Linked DNA regions of Mus musculus: region 2 is linked to region 1. A link is a contact called in public promoter capture Hi-C data. All regions are on one chromosome and are shown on one strand. The core of a region is the stretch at or near the end of the contact, and the rest is flanking DNA. Distances in the headings are between cores, read along the strand shown. Region 1 overlaps Rapgef4 (Rap guanine nucleotide exchange factor (GEF) 4). Region 2 overlaps Map3k20 (mitogen-activated protein kinase kinase kinase 20).

Region 1 (4,526 bases), core at 1,431-3,930:
ACTGGCTAGGCTGGCTGGCTAGCCATCTCCTGGGACCCACCTGCCTCCATCCCTCCCAGTTCCTGGAACCTACCAATGGTGTGGCCATGCCTGGGGGACTGGAGAGCTGAACTCAGTCCTAGTGCTTCTCTGGCAGGTATTTTATCGACCAAGTGATCACTCCATTCCCTGAACTGTGTCTGAATTACCTGTCATATCGGATCAGACGTAGAAAATTCCATTCCTAGCACTCAAAAGTTTCAGAATTTGAAGCCTGTAGGATTTTTGAGGTTAGGACTGTTATTACAGTGGTCCGCACTATCATCATTGTTATCGCTGTCTCAGAAGTTAGACAGATTCAGACTCTAAGATGCTCAGTATCTTATCCAAAACAGGCAGAGGGAGAACTGAGACTAGAAACTACTCAGTCTCTTTACCTCGCTGCAGACTTCCTGTTCCTGCCGATGCATTATTTGACAATACATCTGTAGACCGAGGGCTCTCAGGTAGTCATTCTGTGGGGAAAGTTCCGAGTGAACCTGGGTAGAGTCCAGCTCCCCGCTGGGCCTGCCTTCTGACTCCCTGACTTACCTAGGGCTGTTAACGCTTTGATAAAACACTACAGCCCAAAGCAACTTGGGAAGAAAAGGCTGTCTTTCACTCATAAAATCCTTATAACCATTCATCATGGAAACCAATCATGGCAGGAACTCAAACAGGGCAGGAGCTGTTGCAGAGGCCATGGAGGGCTGCTGCTCACTGACTTGCTCCTAATGGCTTGTTCAGCCTGCTTTCTTATAAAACCCAGGACCACCAGCCCAGGAGTGATCCCGCTCAGAACTGGCTGGGTCCTCCGGACATGAATCACTAATTAAGAAAATGCCCTACAGGCTGTCTACAGCCCCATCTTATGAGGCTTTTACTCCAGAGTTCTCTCCTATCAGGCGACTGCAGCCCGTGTCAAGTTGGCATACAATTATTCCACACAGTCCCTGTCCACATGTATACCTCAGTCTGCATGTACCAGTTTCTAAACCTGCCTGAGTCTTTGCCACACAAAACTACAGCCATCTTAGATGCTGGGACCAAACCAAAGGATGCCAACCAGCCTGTGGTGACAGGCACCAAACAAGAGGCAAAGGAGGTCCACACAGAGACAAGAGTCAGGCAGAGCTGATGTGGAAGGGGCCTGAACCTTGGCAGATCTAGATTACACTGCCTCCATGGCTTTGGCTCCTCTCAGACCTCTGTGAAATGGTCACAATGCCTTTAACAAGATCAGCAGCTGGAGAGATGGCTCAACAGTTAAGAGCACTGGCTGAGTTCCTGAGTTCAGTTCCCAGCAAGCACATGGTGGTTCATGACCATCTATAAAGGGACCTCATGATCTCTTCTGGCATGCAGGTGTACATGCAGATAGATCACTTGTATACATTAAATAAATAAATAAATGTTTAAAAAAGATTAATAGCAGAACACATCTTAAACATTTCTGTATTGGGGGGGAAAGCTACCGTGATACATATACCATAGCATGCCCGACGAGGTCATTGTGAGAAATTATAAGAGTTGGTTCTCTTTTTCTAGCGTGTGGGCTTCAGGACTTGAACTGAAGTCACCAGGCTTGGTGGCAGTCACCTTTACTGGCTGAGTCAGCTTGCCAGAATTAAATAGATAAAAAATAATACAATATAATTCCTAACTCAGTCACATCGCCACGCATGTATAGGTTTTCTACACTTCTAAAAAGCAAATTATATTTTTGCCTTTATTTAAACAACAGAGAACCTCTATAGTCGTGTTGTATTAAGCTTCATCTAATGATGGCTTTCAACACTTAAATTCCAAGTTTCTCTGTCCCCCAGTCTGGATGTCAAGTGGTTTGAATGATCTGCAAAACACTTGAGCTCTCTGGGGGAGCTTGTATTCAAAGAAACCCTCCTGACAATCCTGCTGTAAATCAAAGAATCCTTTTGTACTGCGACTAATCACCTCTTAATTTATCTGCTTTGTGCATCTGCATTGTGGCGTTCTCACATCTTAAAGCAGACATTCTCGCCAGAGCTGTCTCACATGTGTTCATACGGACACTGTGAAGTGGTCACGGTGGTAAGAAGGCCAGGGTTACATGTCACAATGTACGATCATGGTCCACTGAAACCTGGCCTGCGCAGATGATCTGGGGACATGAGCTGTGTCTGTGATGAACTCATGGAAAATGAAAAATTATCCTGTGATTCTGAAGAGTTATCAGACCTGTTAGCTATTCAGAATTTATTCATTTCTGTGTCATTGAGTCAAGAGTTAACAATCTTATTTGTGTTAGGTTATCTTTACGTGTATAGGTAGACTCAGAAGCATAAGTTCTTTAAAAGCTGATGTTTTTACAGGGTTCATTTCCAGCCTATACTTGCCACTAGGTTTCAAAGCTCTTGCATTTTGCTTCCTGAGCTTGAATTTGCTCCTGGAATTTATTGAGTTCTCTAAGCGTTTTTAAGTAATCAAATCAAATGGAACCCAATTTCAGAGTCTGTCAAGGCATCCAACTGCACGTGTGTCAAAAGGATTTACTGCCAAGCAGGAAGGCAAGATACTTCTAAGTCAAATGTGTTTTCTGGCAAGCGGCAACGGCAAGGCCGGTTCCTTTCAGAGCGTGTCCCTGGAATCGGCTTGTCGGGCAGCCGATGGACATCAGGCAAGCTCGCTGGGGCTGGCTTGCAGAGCACGGCCTGGCACGGGCATTTCTAACCAGTGCAGAGCTGAACTGGCCAGCACTGTGTCACCCGGACAAAGAATACTCAACAACAAAACTACATGTAGGGTGAGTTGTGCAGAATGCCAAGTCAACTAAATATCCATTCCTAATGAATAGCTCAGCCCCAGCCAGAGCTCCGGCGGGAGTCAGCAGTGACACCATCTGCAACCAGCTTGCCACCTTTTACGTTTTCTGGGCTTCGTAAAACTGTTCAGAAATGTGTTCAAGTAGTGTCTCCCAAAAATGGTGATGTCACTGAAAGGAAAGCGAACAGAGTGTGTGGCCAAGTGAAAGAATCAGGGAGAGGAAGCGGGGGAGAGGGAGGGAGGGAGGGAAGGAAACACACAGAGGGGGGGGAGCGAAAGAGGGAGAGAGGGAGGGAAGGAGGGTGGGGAGAAAGGGAGAGAGAGCTGTACTTCAAATTTAATAATCAAAACTGCAATGAACAAAGGCATCTGTGTTGTAAAAGCAAAGGCAGGGATGACTAAAGGTTTTCTATTTGACCTTAGAGAGAAAAACAGCAAGAGGTCTTTTTTTCAAAACCAGAGTAAAAATTGCCAGATAATGGCACAATGACAGATGAGGGGGTGGAATGAAGTGGAGACCAAGGCCAAGTGCAGCCCAGAATCTCTGCTCCAGTGAAATGGCTGAACAAAATTTAAACTCCTGCAGTTTCAAAATACTGGGCTGCAGTTCCTGGTTTTCATGTTCTAACACTGCCCTCTTGTGACCATTGCTAGCATTGCAGGTATGGGAGCCAACAGCTCTCCAGTCTAGGCAATCAACTTTTTATTAGTTAGCAGAAAACACCGGGACCCTGCTCATTCAAAGCTTTGTACTAAGTGCTTTATATACAGCGAGTAGGACCCACTAGCCTCAGTTCATAGCGTATCTAACTGTGCATAGCCATACCCAACCCAGCTGCTGGGTTTGTATCAAATAAAGATAACAGTGAGTGTTACAGGCTTTAGTGACATCATAAAGCACCATTCTCTATTTTGAAACATGAAAGTCAGTCAGTCTTTAGGAATTGATATGATTGGAGATTTCCCTTAGTTTAGGTGTTTCCAGAATTGCTAAAAAAGCATACATGTTTCTAGGATTTAAATATTTGTTATACCATAAATTCTCCTCACCTATAAAATCTGCAGGGAAAAGCAAGGCCTTGTGTACACACACACACACACACACACACACACACACACACACAGAGAGAGAGAGAGAGAGAGAGAGTTGAGTGCTGTTGTCTAATATAGTAGGTATATATGCCTACTTTAAGGTTTACTATCATCATCATAATCACCACCACCATCATCATCACTATTGCTATTATTTGTGTGTATTGTTTTGAGGGTAAGATGTCCCTGGAGATGCAGACAAAGTGTCACTGGGGAACTGGAGAGACTACTCCTAAACAAGATGCCTGTTGCCAAGCAGAAACCTACATGAACATGTCATGTCGGACACCATTAGACATGGATGCTGCCTGTAGGCACACCCCCTTGTTGGCTGGTCAAAGTTCTGTAAGATAGCAAAAAGAAGGGCCAAGGCCAGAAGGCTGTCTGAGAAGCTGGGAGACATGTCTCTGATGTGAGTGCACATTGCAGCGAGCTTGGTGGTGAGGAAAAATAAGCATGGAATAAAAACACGAAGATAGGCGTGAGGGTTTGCAGGTCTCTAAAAGCTCCAGGGCACAAGGAGTTGCGGCTCTGCATTTCCCAGGATGCTGAGGACAAACACGGTTGTTACAAAGTAGCAATGCGGGAACTGGGAACAAGAGCATCAGGTCTTG
Region 2 (4,448 bases), core at 141-2,640, 390 kb before region 1:
CCCCACCTGCTCCTCTCTTCCCATAAATGGAGAAATATAAAAACCACCAACTGTGGGAGTACTTTAAAATATAAACTAGAGCGGTCAGAATAAACTTTCTGAAAAAGCAGAGCCGGGAGAGAAAGATGCAGCCATAGCAGCTGACTGGCTTTTGCGAAGCAATCCCGGATTAAAAACAAAACCCACAAAAATAATATTGGCTACAGCTGTATACAAAGCAGGGAGATGCTACTGATGGAGGTCTCTGAAGGCTCCTTTACATGTGTCACCATTATCCAGCTCAGCTGCCAGAACCTGCTGTGTCAAAGGCAGGCAAGTGGCACGTCCTGCGATAGCACCTGGGTTATTTACCATTAAGTATAACCCCGCCACGCTGTATTTTATTATGCCGTCTTTAGAAGGAAGAGAATACAAGTATGGTTAATTTGCTTCTCTTCTTTATCTATACGGTGTCGTGACCCATCACGGCTTTGTCCCACGAAATTGGTTTTTTCCAACCCAAAAGAAATCCACAAGAAAGTCTCCCTAAAAATTCCATTAATAACCTCCTTTCAGCGCGCATAGGTTGCAGGGTCTGGAACTAAGAATGTTTTAATCTCTTCAGCAAAACAATGTCTCATAATGATGTACAGGACTACTGCCGCCCTGATGAAGAATCATACATAATTCAGCACCTTTCCCTCTGGCACCACTGTGATAGCCTCATTAGCCGCGGCTCACAGTGTCTGTCAGATGGTGTCCATGCGAACGCAGGCATTATATTGTCTTTGAGATGTGCAGCTGCTTCCGTGACACTGCCAGTATATAAAAACATGACGCCAGTTTGTTTTATTTAGTGCTAAACCTTCCAGTTTGTAAAAACAAGGCTGACACAGAGCCTGACATGAGGCAGTGAAAATAATTAGCTCTCATTTTCTCAGCCTCCTATTTCCTTCTCCCTGCTGTGTTCTCTTTCCACTAAACCACCACATGTCAGTCGAAATGGGAGGCAATTAGTGGGCTCATTTCAGTCTCCACAACTGTGCTGAAAAGAAAGTATTTATGATGGCACAATGAGCAGCTGAAAGATTAAATAACATTTGCCTTTTGAAAAGAAAATGACTTCTAGCTAAATGGGCAATTTTTGATTATTCTCAAACAAGCTTAGAGTAGTTGGTTTTTAAAATACAAGAAAGGAAAATGAGTCATTTTTAGGTGAAAGAATCAAATAAAACTTGACACAGTAATGCAAATAACTGATGTTTTATTGCAAAATATGTAAATGTGTTATACCCTTAACAATGGCTGGTGTCTAAGGTCAGGGCAGACTGGTGCCAAGGAGACACCAGTGGAGATAAGGTTGTTATATCGCCTTTTGGGGGGTTGTTATTGGAGTTACGTATGAAAAGGGGCCGTAGGGATGACGGGAAGTAAGACACACCGAGCGAGACACACTTTCACAGGACACACTAGGCTTGAGTATCTAAGGTGGTTCGGATATTAGTTAACGGCTTAGAAAGGGCTTTACAAATTTTGCATTTGGAATTGGAAGATAGTTATCTTGTAAAAAAATGAATAATTAGTTTTGCTATTGATTTCCCATTAATTAAGAATATTCTGTGTCGGACTAGGTTCCTAAATGAATATAGACAGTGGCCTGGCTTACCTAAGTGCTCATCTGACCCTTTCAATACTGAGACATTTGCTGCCTTTAAACTTTTACTCAAGATTCTCAGGATATAAAAGTAGCTACTTGTAAAGTTGTCCTCCTATCCCATGACGAGCAGTAGATTTATGAAAAAGCCCTGACTTGGGGGCGGAGATACGCACTCTTTACCATTTGAGCCATTTTCAATCCAAATTCTAACATGCAGGATTGGGAGAGCTGTCGTGTGTCCTTGCGTTCCAGTGCTTTTAATTTTAATGTAACGAATGTGTCTGTTTTGGAGTTTGTTATTCTCAAAACCTGTAAGTGACCTTCTCAGTACAAAGCTTACAATGGTACCCAGAAACTTCTAAAAGCAAAGACCTCTGTCCAGATCCCAAACTGTGCCTGCTGTCTAGGAATCGTCAACTAGAGTGACCACAGAGGGTTTCAGAAGACAGGCACGGATTTAGATTTTCATATCCCTGTCTCCAGAAGTCTATTTTCACTGCTCACAAATCTAAATCCTGCCTTTTGATTCATACAATATGGTCAGTGTGAGACAATATAAGTCAGTGCTGATTCAGAAGTCAGGTGACCATGGCTAAAAGGTTAAAAGGCTAGAGTGGTCCCTGAGCTCTGGTATCCTGAAAACCAGCACCAACATGTCTGTATTAAGCCTGTGTTTGCTCACATGTGCGACATACATCACTGTGGGCTATTTTTAAAGGGATACATAATCCCAAGGAAGGCTAAAAATGACCCAATCGTGTGCTAGAGGCAGCTCTCCCAAGTGGATTGTTTTTTCTTTTTAAAATTTTTTTAAAGATAATTAATTTATTTTTATTTTATGTGCACTGGTGTTTTGTCTGAGTGTGTCTTTGTGAGGGTGTCAGATGCCCTGGAACTTTTTTTTTTTAATTAGGTATTTTCTTCATTTACATTTCAAATGCTATCCCAAAAGTCCCCCATCCCTGGAACTTTAGTTACAGACAGAGTGAACTGTCATATAGATGTCAGAAATTGAACCCTGGTTCTCTGAAAAAAACAGCAAGTATTCTTAACTGCTGAGTCATCTCTCTACACACCCCTACACACACACACACACACACACACACACACACACACACACACACACGCGCGCGCACACACACCCCAGATGAATCTTTTCACAACAAAATTCAGTGACCTCAGGCTGACAACTTGCAATCAGTTGTGGCAGAATATTTACACCACCAAAATCTGGAAATGCCACATAGTGTGTCTGTTTCCTCTGGTTGTTTGGCAATCCCTGGCACTTGGGCATGTATGAGTGGCTGTCAATCCATCAGCAGGCACATTGCCCAGCTCAGCTCTGGCACTATAGGTGGCTACCCAACACTGGACGGGGCACTGCTCCACTCTGTAGCTGGAAGTCAGCAGTGAGTTATACAACTGTAAACTGCATTTGCTTCTGTCCCGTTGGTTAAAACTCACATTTCTTTCTCTTTTTAAAAGACGACTTTATGGATGTATGGTTGACATGTCAAAGCTGGACATGCTTAAAGTGAATGCCTGGGTCAAACTGAAAGCTGTCACCACAGTCTGTGGCTACTAAGTCCCCTCCTGCTAACATTTAACTTAGATTTCCCTTGCTTGTGAAATTTTAAGTCCCCAATCTAGTAGTGATAGACGCTGTGCTATGCTGTGACTCTCTAGCATTTGCTTTCTTTGCAAATCAAGTCTTGTAGGGTTTGGCTAATCTTTCTGTTTCTTCCTGCCTAAAACCTGTATGTTTCTACCCTTGCAAGCTTCAGTATTTAGTTACATGTACAAAGATGGGCGGGTGTGCACAGCCCCTCCCCCATGATGGGGCAAGGACGCCCCTATACTGAATTTATAATAAATCCAATTTCCATCAGAGTGGAGAAAAGCTCTGCTCTCAGCTGTTCTGGAATTGGCAGAAGGCAGTGGCTGTATGTGTGCACACAGAATCCTTTTCTTGAGACCCTGTTATTTTAGCCATTTTGTCTATCCATTTACAAAAACTATACAATAGTTAAAAAAAAAATCCCTATTTGATAGTTTCTATTTATAGTCCTCCAAGGAAGAGTCTGGTGACTCAATTCCATGTATTAAATGCAACGTTTAATTAAATAAAGTCCTCAGGACAACACAAGCAAGAGGTAGAGGTAAAGGTAGTCTAACAGTCAGAGCAGGAAAAGACTGACCTGCCTCTGGGTGGCAAGGATGCAGCCAGGTGCTCACAGGACAAGGCGTAGGCAAGAAGGGGAATAAAACATCCAGGGAGAATCCTTCTGAGACCACCAGCCTCCTGAGGGACATTGCTAACCTTCTCCAAAGTCCTCCTCACTTTCTCCTGCATCTCAAAAGGAGATCCGAAGCAATGGCCATTTGAAAAGGGTTCCTAGACCTGGACCCAGGTCCCTGTTGAGAACTGGTGGGAGAGGGAGGGGGTGTTGCTGCCATAGCAGGTGATGAGTTCAGGCCTGTAGGAGCACAGCCTCTGTCTCATTTCTTCTGTCTTACTGGGGACAGTGACAGATAAGGTCTCTGGGATGAGGTTTGACGGTTTGGCACCAAAGCAATGGATGACTTCCCAGTAGTCCCTGCTTCACTCTGCTTTTGAATTTTTATGACACAGAGTCTCAGAAGAGCTTGGTGAGAAAAGTACTGGGTGATTTGATAGTTTATCCCTTGGCAAATTGAGCATCAATATTCCTGACTGGTGAGCTGATAAGAGAAATAATAATAAACTCTATGCAGCCGAATATTTCAATAAAAAGCATGGTCGCTGCCCTGGGGAGTGCATGAGATGCCTGAG

The links. Promoter capture Hi-C pulls out the DNA fragments that hold promoters and counts their contacts.
Region 2: a contact with region 1 is called in a promoter capture Hi-C map of hippocampal neurons, with 2.8 times the contacts expected there. The contact joins two enhancer-like sites. A contact is called at or near these places in 9 of 39 promoter capture datasets (the 3T3-L1 cell line, 3T3-L1-derived adipocytes, the HPC-7 cell line and 5 more), 1 of 115 datasets of contacts at active chromatin or transcription factors (astrocytes) and 2 of 9 other capture datasets (embryonic stem cells and embryonic trunk).

What each region holds. Positions count from the first base shown.
Region 1 is chr2:72,037,290-72,041,815 of GRCm38.p6, reverse strand. All of the region lies in intron 3 of Rapgef4 (Rap guanine nucleotide exchange factor (GEF) 4), which reads right to left. Among named protein-coding and RNA genes, the nearest start is that of Gm29940, 15 kb to the left of the region's middle. Within about 2 kb of position 2,680, at least 83 of the 459 cell types and tissues checked have an H3K27ac peak or open chromatin away from gene starts, as enhancers often do. A contact at or near this core is called in hippocampal neurons, where this site is marked.
Region 2 is chr2:72,423,358-72,427,805 of GRCm38.p6, reverse strand. The region is part of intron 16 of Map3k20 (mitogen-activated protein kinase kinase kinase 20); the gene reads right to left. Among named protein-coding and RNA genes, the nearest start is that of Gm39847, 39 kb to the left of the region's middle. Within about 2 kb of position 1,390, at least 45 of the 459 cell types and tissues checked have an H3K27ac peak or open chromatin away from gene starts, as enhancers often do. A contact at or near this core is called in hippocampal neurons, where this site is marked.